2 separate regions of the Mus musculus genome follow, and region 1 is linked to region 2. Evidence: chromatin contacts called from public Hi-C data. All regions are on one chromosome and are shown on one strand. The core of a region is the stretch at or near the end of the contact, and the rest is flanking DNA. Distances in the headings are between cores, read along the strand shown.

Region 1 (2,706 bases), core at 70-2,569, about 11 Mb before region 2:
TGCAACTTGAATATGTATGCATACTTATTACCCCCCACACATGTACTTTAGGCTTACACAAAAGACAACCAGAGTTTGTCTTCCATCACCTACATGGTGATGTCACAACCCTCTGTAACTCGAGGGGATCTAATGCCCTCTTCTGACCTCCAGAGGCACCAGGGATGAATGCTGTACATATGCACACATGCAGGTGAAATACTTATATCATAAAAAGTTTTTAAAAGAAAAAAAACACAGGACACTGTGATATACTACAGCTTCCACGGCAGTGAGATGTTTTCTTTCTTTGTTGATTGTGTGTTTTATTTCAGGGGTGGGGAGGTTGCAAAGGCAAGGAAGGATATGAGGCCAGAGAGATAAGTAGATCTGGGGTGCATGACGTGAAATACAGCCTTCACTACTCCACTGTATCACCTGGTCTGATACAGCAACATCAGGAAAGACAGTACAGTACAAGAATCTCGCAGCCTGATGTGCATTCAGGAGGCATCCTGCGAAGCAGGGTTTAGACAACTACAACCTTGCCTTTTAGCAATCAATTACAGAAGGAAATGTACCCTCTGTAGTCTACGTGGACATGGTTTCAGGGTATCTAGAATCCAGAGGCTTGTGGCAGCAAGAACTGAAGCCTGTCTCAAAACAGCCCTGCCTGAAGCTGCAGGGACAATCAGCTTTGATCAATGTGTAGTTCTCGAAAGGTGTCCATTGAGTGTTTCAGATAGCTGGTGCTGGCATGAGGTCAGTCCGGCTGGCTGTTTGACTAACAGTTCTTTTGCTCAAGGCAGCAAGGGAAACAAGGGAGAGTCCGACAGTTGCCACACAGAGTCAAATTGCCCCGTTCTGGTTTTGTCTATTTTATAGGAAAGTATGTTTACAATATAAAGGTAATTTACCATTAACACCAATAGTGACTTTAACAAACTACAGTAATGCTTAACACATGCCCGGGCAGAGGTGGGCCTCCTGTTCAGTGTCCCTAGGCATCAGGACTCCTGTTCCTCAGCTCAGTACAGATGTAGCTGCTGATAGGAGGGCAGGAGGTACTGACCATGATGGAGGCTCCGCTCGAATTAGACTGCACTTTCCAGGAAGCCCCGAGACCTCCCAAGCATCCGACTTAGGTATAGTGCGACCCAGAAAGCGAAAATGAGACTTCTTCCAAATCTCTAGCTCCAGGGTGTCAGATCGGCTTAGTCGTGAGAATCCTCCCTGTTCATTGGCTGCCCATCTCCGACATTCTGGATAGTACAAGCGCCAAATGCTTATCCCCGCGCATGCGCCAGCTGGTTTCCCAGCGCCCCCCGCGCGAGCTTCCTGCCCCGGGCGCTGCTGGGGAAGCGCCGAGCTCCCGCGCGGCTCTGGGCGGTGTGTCCTGGGGGCGGGACCGGCGCGTTGCGCAGACCGGATCCTGCGGATTCGGCGCTCGAGGCGCCTGCGGGAGAGGACAAGTTCCTGGGAGCAGCGCGGGCTGCCGGCGCCTCCGGGTTCTCCGGGTCTGCCACGCGGAGCCCGGCCACCCTCACCAGGCTGCTGGGGACCGTCCCCATTTCCCACGTCCTGCCGAGCGACCCTGGTGAGTCCGGGCCCTCCCTGAGGACACCTCCTCGGTCACTGGAGGATAAGGCAGAAGGCTCGAGAAGAGAAGCGTAAACGAAGTGCTTGTGGTAGTGGAGAAGAAATGGAAACCGCCCGTATGCATCACTTGGGTTGGTTGAGAAACTGAAGTACCCCGTGCCACGGAAGCGTATAGGTTCACTTTCGAAGAAACGTTGCTAGGTGAAAAATGGTTTGCTCATAAGATCTCATTTATGTAAAACACACATCCCGTGCTTGTAGATTCTGGAGATAACTATTTTCAGTAAAAAAATATGTCACCGTCATATATCAGATTGTCAGTGAATCAAAAAGAAACATTGTTATATTAACACTTCCCTCCCGTTCTTTAATTTATGATGTTCATGCTAATTAGACTGTTGAAATAAAAGAGAAAAATTCAAGTCACACGTATGAGAGTATGTGAAGTAATAACAACATAAAATACAAATACTTGCCATACATTCATATATAGTTGTGAATAAATGGTGTTCATGAGGCCTCCTACCCATCTGCCCCTTAATTGGAGTAAGGTGTTTCTGGAATTTGTAAGCTTTTTATTAAAAAAAAAACAAAAAACAAAGATTTTTATATGTCTTAAGTGTTGGCTTTCATGTATGTAAGTGTACCACATGTATGTAGTGTTCAAGAAGGGCCAACAGAGGCTGTCAGATACCTCAGAACTGGAATTACAGATGGTTGTGAGCCTCTATGTGGATGCTGGAAATTGAGTCTGGGGCCTTGACAAGACAAAGACATACTCTTAACCACTGAGCCATCTATCCAGCCCCATAAATTTGTGAGTTTTCAAATTTGAGAAAAATAACAGTATGGCCCATCAGTAGAGGGACTTAAGACTACATTTATAATTAAACACGATAATTATAATTTTTAAAAGACATTGTTACTCTATAGCTCAGACTGATTCTAACTCTGGCCACTCCTGCCTTGGTCCCTACAGTTCTTGGATTAGACATGTACCACTATGCATGCGCTGCTGTGCCCAGTGAAATTTTACAACTGAAGTATGTCTACTTAAAAACATACTTAAAAATAGCTCAAGTGGTGGCATGGGCCCCCCCAGCAGTTGGGAGGCAGAGGCAAGAGCAT
Region 2 (2,837 bases), core at 192-2,691:
ACACACACAGAGGTTTTTTAATACTATAGCATTCCCATATACATCATCTAGGGGTGCAAACACAGAACTCTGCACTATGGATTTTGTTGGCTGAGCGCTTAAAAATATAGGTAAATAAATAAGCTTGCCTACTGTTCCATTCAGTGACAGATACTCAGTTTCTCACAAAATAGCTATTTTTCTTGTGAACTTTGACCCCAAAAGTACCAAGTCTAGCCTGTTCTGCAGCTAAGTGCTCGTTCCTGTCTTTTCCTCCCCCCCCCCCCAAGGGTAAAGAGTGTGAAACAGGATGTCCAGAGATATCCAAGGGGTCAGGGAGTCCCAGCCCTAGACTGAACTAATCCTATTGTTGTCCACAACGGTGACAATAATCACAACTCGGACTGCAGTCTTCTGATGCCACTTCAGACCCTCTCCTGCACCTGCTGCCAGGCCACCAATATCGCTTGCTCTCAGCAAAACCCCAGCCACTTCTAGCCCCAACCACCCTCTCACCCAAGGGCACCTGGCTGACCCAGCTCGGGCACTCTCAACCCTCCTGCAAATGGCTGCCAAGGCTACCTGAAAAATAAGCAAAACAAACTCTCCTGAAGCCACGTTATATAACAACCGCATATTTTAAATATTCATATGCAAAACAAAAACTAAATATTCATTACGCAAAAAGGAGCAGCGTCCGAGAGCTGTCTTTAAAGGACCACCACCAATGCTAGCTAGCAACACGGGTGACAAAAAAGGACACAACAGTAAGGTCCGTCAAGTACTTTCGTGAGGTCCTGTGTTTTCCGGGATAGGAAAGGACGTTTATGCGAACCAACGGAGGTATTCCCCGGCATCGAAACAGACCTCCGTCCGGCCACCGGGATCCTCGTGTGCAGGGGCCCCGCACCTACCCTTGGCCAGAGCCTCGTGGTACTTCTCCTCGGTGGCGTTGAGATTGTTCACGTAGGCCGCGTGGTGCTTGCTGTGGTGCAGCTGCATGATCTGCGCGTTAATGTGTGGCTCCAGCGCGCCATAGTCGTAAGGCAGGTCTGGGAGGCTGTGCTTGTGCCGGGAGCCCGCGGCACCGGCCACAGGGCCCAGCCTCCTGCCCGTGCTGAGAGGAACAGAGAGGACGGCGGGTCACGCCACTGACACGGCGAGCCAGCCACGCCCGCCGCCCCGAGACCCACCCGTAGGGGACGCCGAGGCCCCGGGGCCCTGCCGCTCACCTGCACGCCGCCCGACACAACATTATTGAGGTTTACACGACCGCTGCTCTCCTCAGAACACGGCCGTTCGCTCGCAGGCGCGCGTCTGCTAGGCAGCGTCCGCCCGGCGTCCGCAAGGACACAGCGAAGCGGTGACCCTGCCCGCAGCGCCCATCAGCGGAGGGGAGGACGGCGACACGGACGGCCCGGCGCATAACGGAGCGGCATCCTGGGAAGGCAACGTCTCCCCTGTGCCAAATTGGTAGAGGCCGCGTGCTTGCTACAGCCACGCCCCCACCATCGGCCTTGGCCCCGCCCCGCCTCGGGGAACCCCGTCCGCCCCGCGGTGTGGCTCCGCCCCTCCTCGGGCCGCCCTGTCCAGCTCTGGCTGTGAGCTGCAAAGCTTCCACTCTATTTCTACTCCTGCTTCTGGGAAACCCTGGAGACTTTCCTCCGGAAAGCCAAGGCTCTGCTGCTGGTCAGAATTATGGAGTAATCAGGGCCCCTCTGACCCAGTTAATTTATGCCCGGAGTGACCTTCCCTGGGGCCTAACCTGACATTAAATCACGTCGCAGGTTTGCGTGTGTTCATCTTTGTTGCCCCTGAGACTGGGGTTGCGGACTCCGGGTGCAGCTTGCCAGTTAACTAGTAAGAGTCCGGATTAGAAGGCGAGGTTCATCTTTCTTGATTAAACTCTGCAACATTCAGTGACTTCAAAAACCAACCCACTCGACCAAATGTAAAAGGACATTGTTTCCCTTTGTGGACTTATTAGTCTAAGAAGCAGTGGCTATCAAATGTTTCCATAACAATTATACAGCTTTCCTCTTCTACTTAATGGGTTTATGTCTTCCCTGATTAGAAAACACTAAGAAAGCAGAAGGCAGTTGGCTGAGTAGTTCCCGGTGGTTTTTTCCCACCCCCTTTGCAGGCCTCCTAAGGATGACAGGGCTTAGGGTAAGGGGAATTGCAAGAGGATGCTTTCCGGTAGGGAGAAACCTGTCCACAGGCGTCAGACCGGAGCTGTATGGATGACCTGTGTCTTAGTTAGGGTTTTACTGCTGTGAACAGACACCATGACCAAGGCAAGTCTTATAAAAAACAACAGTTACTTGTGGCTGGCTTACAGGTTCAGAGGTTCAGTCCATTATCATTAAGGTGGGAGCATGGCAGTATCCAGGCAGGCATGGCACAGGCAGAGCTGAGAGTTCTATGTCCTCATCCAAAGGCAGCTAGTGGAAGACTAACTTCCAGGCAACTAGGGTGAGGATCTTATGCCCACACCCACAGTGACACACCCATTCCAACCAGGTCACACCTATTCCAACAAGGCCACACCTCCAGATGGTGCCATTCCCTGGCCCAAGAATATACAAACCATCATGCTCCACTCCCTGGCCCCCCATAGACTTGTTCAAAAACATGAGTCTATGGGGGGCCATACTTAAACATAGCATAATGCAAAATGCTATGGTGGTGTGGTGGCACATGCCTTTGATCCCAGCACTCCGGAGACAGAGGCAGGCGGATTTCTGAGTTCAAGGCTAGCCTGGTCTACAAAGTGATTTCCAAGACAGCCAGGGCTATACAGAGAAACCCTGCCTCAAAAAAAAAAAACAAAAACAAAAACAAAAAAAAATGCATTT

The links. A called contact is a pair of places that touch in the nucleus more often than the background predicts.
Region 1: a contact with region 2 is called in a Hi-C map of B cells, with 5 read pairs. The contact joins the promoter of Zfp213 here to the promoter of Sod2 in region 2.

Annotation. Positions count from the first base shown.
Region 1 is chr17:23,562,839-23,565,544 of GRCm38.p6, reverse strand. Zfp213 (zinc finger protein 213) reads left to right here and starts at 1,319. Exons shown (of 6, transcript NM_001033496.3): 1 at 1,319-1,576. It overlaps 6330415G19Rik (RIKEN cDNA 6330415G19 gene), which reads right to left. Exons shown (of 2, transcript NR_126484.1): 2 at 251-1,775.
Region 2 is chr17:13,006,443-13,009,279 of GRCm38.p6, reverse strand. Sod2 (superoxide dismutase 2, mitochondrial) reads right to left here and starts at 1,441. Exons shown (of 5, transcript NM_013671.3): 1 at 1,212-1,441; 2 at 894-1,096. The coding sequence starts at 1,234.